Linked DNA regions of Mus musculus: region 2 is linked to region 1. The links are chromatin contacts, called in public HiChIP or PLAC-seq maps. All regions are on one chromosome and are shown on one strand. The core of a region is the stretch at or near the end of the contact, and the rest is flanking DNA. Distances in the headings are between cores, read along the strand shown.

Region 1 (4,949 bases), core at 855-3,354:
CCCTTTGACCACTCCAGTGGCCAGACGTCTGAGGCTGTTTTCAGGGTACAGCTTGGCTGAAGGTAGAATAAGATGATGGGTGGGGCCTGGGTGGAAAGAGCCTATGGAGGAAGGGAGGGCTGGAAGAGGGACAGACAATTGTTTCTGGCTGGAATTTTCCAGACAGAGCCACAGTCAGAGAACAAACGCGCTTTCTGAATTCTCACTGTAATTGTTTCTGACCTTTACTAAGATGAGCCAAAGGACTCCCCTGTGCCCTTCCACCCCCCAGCCCCTCTTTACAAAACTGTTTTCCTGGCTTTTCAAAAATGAAGTTTGGCAAGGCCTGATGGCCAGACTGTGGGCTGTGGAAAAACAATGCTTCTCCTTATGGTTCCGAGTGGAGCCTTTGCAATTAATCCATTGATTTCAGTAGAAAACCCTATTGTATCAGGGCCCACCAGGAGAAAGCTGCATCCTGCCGCAATGGCCCTGCACAGAATGCTCATTGAAGTCAGCCCCAAATTGATGGCAGGATGTGGCCCCCATCGCCTCCGAATTAAAAAGAGTCCAGAACATAATGACAGTAGGGCAGTGAAAGCCGAGGGAAGTGGGCTGCAGGAGGGGCCGGGGAGCTGCCCCCGAGATCTGAAACAGGATCCATTTGTGTCAGGTTCTCTGCATCAGCTTCTCCAGCCCTTGGCTCGGAGTATCCTCCGCAGACTCAGACCCTTCCTTAGCTACTTTGCTTTTTTTGGCCTTATTTATTATTATTATTATTATTATTATTATTATTATTGCTACTACTGTGCTACTGTTAAAACTTCCAATAATAACACATAATGCAATGCACACAACACCATCTGAGAAACAACCCTACCTACTTAACCCTCTCTTCTCTTGAAGTTTTTCCTCAGCTTCGGGAAGCTAAGATGGGCAGGGTGGGGGCACTGTTCAGTTCTTCCTGGAGCTGTGCATGTACTTAGCTGGCAGTGAAAATGGTTGAGCTTAGAGGAAAGACAATCCTAGTCTTGTATGTGGGAAACTTGACTCTTGCAGCATCTATGATGCCCTTAAAAGAGGAGTGGTGACTTCGACTTCACAAGAATACCAATTAGATGTTACCCCCCATACCATGCTCTCTATCTGCCTCTTCATGGAGGACAAAGGTGATTCCTTTGCAAAGCAGGCATTCTACAAATATTACTTTCCCTCCTTGCCACATTTGAAAGCACTGAGACTAAAAAACATGCATGTCTGCTTTTATCATTGGGTTAAAAGTCCACAGGAAACTGTGGGGTTGTCTAGCGACCACTTGTTCACCCCAGTCAAATGTTACAAAGTGACAGTCAACGAAAATAAACTAGTAGCTGAGAGGGGAAAAAAAGACTCTTCCTCTAAACTCTAAAAGAGAATGACATCCAGAAAATCAAATGTTTCTCAAAGAATCAACAATATTTTTGATGATGGAAGGATGAATAATCAAACATATGGATTACATTTCCGTATACTGTGTAGCACCTAAGATCCCAGAGGGAAGGGAGGGTGCTAGTAAAAATGTTTTTCATGTTTTATTAAAACCTCAAGTTTCTGAGAACTAATTTTATGACTAACACACAGACATACATCCTCTCACATGCTGGGAGGGGGGAGGGAAAGGGAGGGGGAGGAGAAGAGAGGAAAAGGAAGAGGAGAGAGGGGGAGGCAGAGAGGGGGGAGAAGGGGGAGAGGAGGGGAGGAGAGAGAGGGAGAGGGACAGGGAGAGGGACAGGGACAGGGACAGGGACAGGGAGAGGGAGAGGGACAGGGAGAGGGACAGGGAGAGACTGTTCGAGACTGTTCAACTGTCAAAGAATATACTTTAAAAAGTGTTTCCTCCTCAAAGCTTCTTCCTTGCGCCAGTCAGCCCCAATTCCTCAGTGCTCACCTCAGTCATTAGAAATTTGCGAGGCACAGTGAACTTGGCTCTCAAGCTCTGCTCACTTTCCTAGTGTGGAACCCTAAACTCTGTATTCTCTTTCAACAGGTGAAACGGTCCGTGTCGCACAGAGAATCTGAGTGCCCAATGGAGCAAAACATGCGAAAGCACCTTTCGACTGCTCAGTGCAGCTCCTTTAACTTCCTGGAATTGCCCTGCAGCTCACATAGCCATTCTTACTCTTCTGACACCATCCTGTGTGTCCCTAGGCAGACAACTCTGTGCCCGGTGTTTATTAGAAGGTGGGATGGTGTGGATACTGACAGTACCTGTGTCACACAGTGGAAATCACAATGAAATCAATGAAGAACTGTAAAGTACTTAGGAGCAACCTTGCCAAAATTTAAAAGAAATGAGGAATAGAGGAAGGGAGGGGAGGGGGAGAAACAGCCTATCATCGGGGAACTAGGAGGATGCTGGGATCGATGTTCAGTCCTTGATGTGGACTCTCCAATTTTCCCAGAGACATTTTCGAAAATGCAAACAATCCCAAAAGGCATGAATAACATTCAGTTCAGGGTGCACTTGCGGCACTGTATACGTACGAGTACTGTATACAGGATCACACACTGAGGAGTTACTGCTCATGCGCAGAGAAACCTCTGACATCCTGGAAGGAGGTGTAGGGGTGCCGATGAAATGAACAGACAAGAAGTGGGGAAATTGAAGCAAGGGGCCCAGGAGCGAGGTTTCCCTGCTGTGGCCTTGGCCTTAGGCAGACCGCTTGTAACCTTGGATTGAGCATTCAGCACAGAGTTTGAAAGAATTCTCACAGTGACAATAAGGCTATTGTGAGGGAAAAGAAACGCTGTGCTAGAGCACCTTAGTCTACTCTGCACTCCACATCTGGTCCAGAGCCGCCCAACTGCTGCCCTCTGAGCAGACAGGAACTGCCGATTCATGAAAAGGGGAAATCAGTAGGCTGCTTCCTCTGTTCGGTTAAAAAAGAGGATTTTTGTGGAGACCACACTGCACTCACTCATCCCAAGTGCATTTCCTCTCCCTGTGACATCGACAGTTGCCAGCAGCTAGCCGTGGCCCGATGACTAATTCTTCCTCCGGCAGAAAGAAACCAGACCTGGCCATTCAGTTCCCCCTTTCAATGCCCTGATTCTCACTGGACCCAGGTTCTCTGAGACACGGAGGAAATTTTCAGCTCTGGTTGCATCCATCAGCCACTCAGCCACTAAAGGAGACAGGAGAGAGAGAGGGAGAGAGAGGGAGAGAGGGAGAGAAGGAGAGAAGGAGAGAGAGAGAGAGAGAGAGAGAGAGACAGAGACAGAGACAGAGACAGAGACAGAGTCAGAGAGAGACAGAGGGAGAGAGAGAGAGAGGGGGAGAGAGAGAGAGAGAGAGAGAGAGAGAGAGAGAGAGAGAGAGAGAGAGAACGAACAAAGCCCTCTTCCTGATCCCGGCAGAAGCCAAAGGCAGGGAGTAACTCTACCATCCATCCAAATGCTGCAACTAGAAGTCTGGGCCAAGAGGGTGGTGTGTGGGAGAGGTGGGCGGCTCCTGGGCTGCCTCCCAGGGATGGGGGACAGCTCAGCATGAGTCAGTCAGTCCCCTGTACTCCAAGCATCTCTGGTAACTGCATTCATTCTGGAGAGCCCCTTCAGGAGGGAGCCTTTCTTTCCTGCAGGGGCTAAGGCACATTAGTGAAAGGGTGGTGTGTCATCAGTGTTTTGACACATACTGTGGTTGAAGCACCTGGCTACACACGACAGAGCTCTGATAGACAAGGACCAGGTCTGTACCCAAGGCTGGATGCAGCTAAGTTCCCACACTGATACAGATAAAGGCTATTATCACTTAATCAAAGCCCACCAGCTCCCACCACTATCCCACCACTATTTAGAGCTGGTTCTAAAAACCCTTCTCTGAAGACATTAAACATTATGAGCTCTCAAATGAACAGGAAACCAGGCTCGGTATTAAATAAACAATTTCTCCCCTACTTACCTCTACTTTCCCACTGCAAAATGGGGACAACATTCACATCAGTTATGGGTTTGAGAACCACAGCAAAAGTCTGAACAAGTGGTTGTAGCCACTGGTAGCTGCTGCCCTTGCTCAAGTAAATTACCTCACTTATGCTCATACAGAAATACTAATTAATTAAATGCTGTGGTCCACAGAAGAAAAAGACATAAAAGGAGGAGGGGTATTTGTTGGGAAGGAGAGGTTTGCCAGAAAGGGGTAAGGATATGAAAGAATAATATGGGGTATAATCAAGTCTATTACCTCTCTAAAGCATATATATATATATATATATATATATATATATGTATATGTATATGTACATATATATGTAAAAAGTTGTGAAACAATCTATCATGCTTTTACAAAAAATAATTTAGAATGTGGTTTGACTCTTAGCTCCGCCTCTGGTTCACTGTGCTTACTGACACTGGGCCAGGTTCTTAATAGCTCAGAGTCCTAGCTCTACTTTTAATTTGCTGTGCAAACTGGAGCCTATTTCTTGGCCTCTCTGAGCTTCAGTTTCATCCCATTATGAGAATCATTAAGCAAACTCAGTCTCCGAGTTTTATGACAACAATCACATAATAACAAAACCTGCTTCCTTATTTTTAAATCCAAGAAAATAATAAACATTTTCTCACTGCAAAGAGTAAACAACATTTAAAAGTTGTCTAATAAGCCGGCTCTGGTGACAGAGGTCTGTTATCACAGCTACTTGGGAGGGGAACATAGGAGGGTGGCATGTTTAACATGACCTTGGATTACAGAGTGAGTTCAGGGGTAACCTGGACAAACTGGCAAAAAAAAAAAAAAAAAAAAAAAAGGTTTAAAAGCGGGCTGTGGATGTAGTTCAATGGTAGAGAAGCCCTTGTTTATCATATATAAAACCCAGTATTGAAAAGAAGAGGAGGAGGAAGAAGAAGAGGAGGAGGAAGAAGAGGAGGAGGAGGAAGAGGAGGGTGAGGAAGAAGGAAAGCCTAATGCAGTAGTTCAGTCATGGATATTATTATTA
Region 2 (4,949 bases), core at 829-3,328, 180 kb before region 1:
AGCCTACGCTCTAATATCATCACATACAGAATTAAAATGTCAACATATGGATTGGGGGGTGGGGCACAAACATTCAAACCACAGAATCTGGCAAAAAAAAAAAATCTTTTCATTTTCCCCTCAGAAAATAAAGAGAAAAAAATCTAAATGTGTTTATATAGTAAAACGTAAACACTAAGGCAGGGTTTGGTTGCGTGATTTGCTTACATAATCAATGTTTTAGAACAGAGTCGTCAGAGGATCCTTCCTAGAAGGACACTAGCGGCCTAGACTGAGACCTTCCATCTCTCCACAAACACTAAGGAAAATTTAGAAACAACCTTGTGCCCTGAGTAGCACCTCCAGAAACTGAACTGCTTCCCCTAAGACATAAAGTGCAGTTCACCAGCAGACAGCATGGACATTGTCAGAAACAAACAAGGAATGATCTAAGTATTGCACAAAGGAACACGCAAAGGGAATGAAGCATAGGAGGAATTTTTTTATTAAAAAAAAAAAGTCTAGAAAGCATAACTGATAACATGACTTCTGTTCTTTATCTCTCACATAGGTGACCACATCTCACTCCATTGGTGAGAGCTTGACTTCACAATCTGATGCACTTGGCTAATTATCACAAAGGAGAAGAGGAAAGGTCAGGAAATACGATTCCTTGCTGACTTAACTGCCCTTAATTTCTTTTTTAAAAGGTTTCTTTCAATATATCACTTGGGAACTTGAAATGCTGGATTCTCTGGCCCCTCCTTACATTGCTTGAATTAGAAGTTCAGAGGTTTAGGTCTAGTGGTCACCTTCCACAAGCAAGATTCTGATGCACTAAGGACTTGAAGCCATTGCCCTTAAAGATAGCAGCACACAACTAATGTTGTATTGAATTCATCAATGAATTTCTGCTGAGTTGTGTATTTCATCCAAGTGGGGAAAGTTCTACAAACTCCTACAAAGCCCAAGATGTTATTGGTCAGGGTGGAAACGGGCAAACAGCCCCCTGGGAGGTTAGGATTCAAGTCTCACATTAATTTTGAAATCTTTATTTCTTGCTCTGACTTTGGCTGTGATGATGGCTCCATTAGGAAACCTCTCCTCTCCATCCTAGGTTTGTGTCACATGTTCTAGCTCATCACTCCACTGCTTGTCATTGTTTGGGCTTGTTTTCCCAATTCTGAGCCAGAGAGAGGAGAGACGTTTGCCTTTTTGTTTGTCCTTGAGTTCCCAGAATCTGGTAGTTAGAAATTCAGCAAATCTGTAATTGACCGAACACTTAGCTCACCTTTGCTGGGAAAGAGCCATTATGGCCTGAGGTGGTTGCTCTTCTGGTTGCCCTGAGCCTTATTCTATCTCCTTCTTTCCAACTGTAGCTGCTGGGCCATTATAAATGCTGGATATTCAGGCTACGGTGAACTCTGAAGTGGTCTTCAGCATCACACCATATCACAGTCAACACCACATCCATTGATACTTCACAGTCTGCTACCCCGTGCTTCTACCCCAGAATTCAATACCCACCATATGGGGGTGGTCCATCATGTTCTAGTGTACCCTCGCTATACAAGAGGCCACAGTGAATGACTTTCACTGACTGATTTATTCATCATTCCAACATCAGCTATGTAAGGCTATTATAGAGATGAAGGAAAACCAAGCCAAAAAGCAGTGACTTGCCTGAGTTATAGAGCTAGTGGGTAGCTGGGGTTCAGCTTGGATCTATGGCATCAGACTTCCAACAGATATCTTTCTACCTCTGTTGCCTCTTCATTGAACTAAAATGTTTGGCATTTTTTTCCCTGTAAGTAATTAGAGCCATTGACTATCTGATGCTTCTGGGAACTGGCAGGATGTTTCCTATTTCATTGTAGGTAAGTGCCTCCTCTCTCTTGCCACACCGACTCATTTGATTTCATTGGCATCTGCTTTTCCAGATGAGGGTTACAAAGTCACTGCTGCACCCCATAAATCCTTCTTTGGCATTTCCTCACAGCTGTGCCGGTTGACAGCTCTGAATCACCATCACAGTGGAGATGCCAGAAGAGCTGGCACTGTCATAGCATGTCACTTGTACAGCCAGTGATGGCTGACGGCTGCTTGAGTGCACCTGCACCACAGGGAGGCCTGTCCACCCTGCCTGGCTGATCAGAGAGGACGCTGTGGTGACAAAGGGATTCTGCTTCCAGTGAGGTATGCCTGGGGATGAAATATGTCCCCACATCAACTTTTGCTCAATCAATCCAGAGCAGCAAAAACTTGAAAGAAAAGTAATTTCTTGCCTGAAACTTTGTGCCAAAAAAAGAACACAATGTTCACTGAAACATTTTAATAATGGCCAAAAAATAGAGAATTGGCTGAACCTTTAGTTGGCATCTTTCATAAGCAGAGATATTATATAGATATTAAGACAATAGGAGGCAAAATGGAATTTTTGTAATAAATTGGTTAGAAAATTAAGTTACAAAGTCTTAGTATACCAGAAGCCTCTTTTCTTTCAGAAAAGTTTTGACTAGAGAGATGAATGAGTGGGTGTGGAAGGTTCTCAGAAAGACATGTCGGAGAGTCTGCATAAGAAATATGACACAAGAAAACCGAGAGATTTATACTGACATTCGCCTAAAAATCCTTTGTCTTATCTTTTTATTGTTTAATAATAAATGTGCTGCTTTTGTTAATATGTAGTTATTAATACCAATCAACCTTGGTCTGAGTACAAATCAAGAGCTCAACTATCACCCATGCTTCTTCTTCACATCCTCTTCATTTATTCAAAATGGATGTCCTTAAGAAACACTGTCATCCATCCATCCATCCATCCATCCATCCATCCATCCATCCACCCACCCACATAACTGCCCACACATCTATTCGTCCATCTGCCCACCCACCCACTCTCACATCCATCCATCTGTGTAGCCACCATCCTTCCAGTCCTCTACACATTCTTATATCCATTTAAGAAGCAGAATCTGTGTAGGCTTCAGGTGGTGCTTAAACAATGCTCTGTGATGTTTTTGTCTTCATGTCATGTCCAGTCACAATAGCTATTTTAGTGTTGTGATTTTCCTAGATTTTGGAGCTCCTGAGTTGATATGTCACCACGTTTCCCTTTGTTATTGTTAATTACTATTCATGCTTCAGAACTTCTACACATCACCTTTCTCTCATCGTAGACTCCTCCTTCCAACATCATGGCATATGTAGTAAACTTTCCAATGTGTATGAAAGTGTCTTTTGACTGGATTGTGTACCAACTGACGCAAGGACTAAATGTTCCATCTCTGAGGAACTGGCCAGTAGAAGGACAGTCTGTTTCTTTCACAAATATGTTTCTAAGCCCAAAGGGAGACTTGGCTAGCAACCTTGCTGTCATTGTTTGATCAAACAGGCACTCACTAAGTATTTATTATCCCCCCCTCCCCAATCAAGAGTGATCAAGATAGTTCCTCCCTCTAGGGGAATGAAGGCTTGGAGGAGATGGAAACACATGTAAAGGGTCTGTGAAACAAACTAATGTCCTAGCATAGCCTAGACAGCCAGTCTTTCCAATCATACATGGAGCTCATTGAAAGCCATCATCCTGTTCACATTGACGACAACATAGTGTTTTCTCAATAGATGTCTGTTAGAGACAGCTGTTCTAGTAGCTTTATTGATAGAACCCTTTTAGTTGACAGTAATTTTTAACAAGGATTTAGTAAGAATTTGGTCATTCTCATAATACTATGAAATAGCTGATTCCCATTTTATAAGTAAAAGAGGTAAATGCCTTAGCTCAAACCACTTAGCCAGAAATACTTAAACTGAGGCAACTAGACTATAGGATGCTATACTTTTCTCTTGAATTAACCCACCAGTAATGATAGTGTGCTTATTGCATGCCAGAAGCCATTCCAGACTGGAGGAGTGCACTTGAAAGAAGCGATAAGCAGAATATCAGATGACTCTATACTTAGTGAAACTCTGAAACAGATGTCCAAAGTACAGATTATCCCAGAGGCATGGACAACCATGCGTGAGGGTGGAGGAGAAGCAAGATAACCAAAGGCTTCCAGGCATGGAAGGGCAAGTGCAAGGGCATGGATGTAGGCTGGAGCAAGTCTAGACTGGCCGCTGCGTAAGGCTTCCCGTCTTCATGGCATTTCTCAGGGGTGAAGGAACATATGACGAACCTCCATTTTCAGAATCCCAAAGAGCACCTGAACTGGGCCCTCGGTGAAAGTGGGAAAAGTCAGTAATGTTGGCTCTATGTCTCCAAGAAAGAGGGAAAACTGGATTTCTAGAAGACCCTGGAAGGTTGAATTGAAGATGATTCCAACTTGCAAGGAGTAGCCAAAGATGAGCAAAGGGGAATGAACTGATGTTTTTACCAAGACAGCTTGGCTCCAGGCCCCATCTGAAACCTCTTCTATTAGCAGAATGCAAAAGCCCCTACCTCAGACTAAGGTGCTGTGGAGTTGCTAGGATATAGATATATTTATCCACAATCACAGGCATTTGGAACAAGAACAGCCCACTCTATCCACACATGAGACTGTATTCTGGGGAGGCAATCAACATGAGGCTCTCTGGGGATTTGGAAATGAGCTAGGGGGGTAGATAATTGCCTTGGGGTGCCTCAGCTGAAGGTTTCCCATGTTTTGCTATAAGGTTTATTTTTTGTTTTTTTGTAGTTGTAGTGAACTTGATTTGCTTTGGCCCCCTTTTCGGCTTTCAAATTCAGTTGTGATTTGCACCAACATTTTTGAACTTAAGAAAACATGAGAAAAAAAAATTTCAGATCTTCCTACTCAACACTCTCCAGAGTTCCCTGTCTGGATGTCCTAGGGCCTAAATGCCCTCAGGGCAAATAGGACAAGGAGCGTGGGAAGCACTTTGCAGAGAATGATGGCTAGAACAGGTGGAGATCCTGGTCCGAGGAGTGTCATGTACCAGAAGATGGCTGCTTCTGAAATAGTCCAAAG

Evidence for each region. HiChIP or PLAC-seq counts read pairs in DNA pulled down with a chosen protein or histone mark.
Region 2: a contact with region 1 is called in a BATF HiChIP or PLAC-seq map of CD8 T cells, with 8 read pairs. The contact joins two enhancer-like sites. A contact is called at or near these places in 2 of 15 datasets of contacts at CTCF or cohesin (the NIH/3T3 cell line and large pre-B cells), 4 of 484 Hi-C or Micro-C datasets (bone marrow-derived macrophages, nephron progenitors, regulatory T cells and 1 more) and 5 of 115 datasets of contacts at active chromatin or transcription factors (CD8 T cells, bone marrow-derived macrophages, effector CD8 T cells and 2 more).

The regions. Positions count from the first base shown.
Region 1 is chr4:95,104,131-95,109,079 of GRCm38.p6, reverse strand. All of the region lies in intron 1 of Junos (a long non-coding RNA gene), which reads right to left. Among named protein-coding and RNA genes, the nearest start is that of Junos, 54 kb to the right of the region's middle. Within about 2 kb of position 2,104, at least 285 of the 459 cell types and tissues checked have an H3K27ac peak or open chromatin away from gene starts, as enhancers often do. A contact at or near this core is called in CD8 T cells, where this site is marked.
Region 2 is chr4:95,287,545-95,292,493 of GRCm38.p6, reverse strand. No RefSeq gene overlaps it. Among named protein-coding and RNA genes, the nearest start is that of Gm32240, 82 kb to the right of the region's middle. Within about 2 kb of position 2,078, at least 8 of the 459 cell types and tissues checked have an H3K27ac peak or open chromatin away from gene starts, as enhancers often do. A contact at or near this core is called in CD8 T cells, where this site is marked.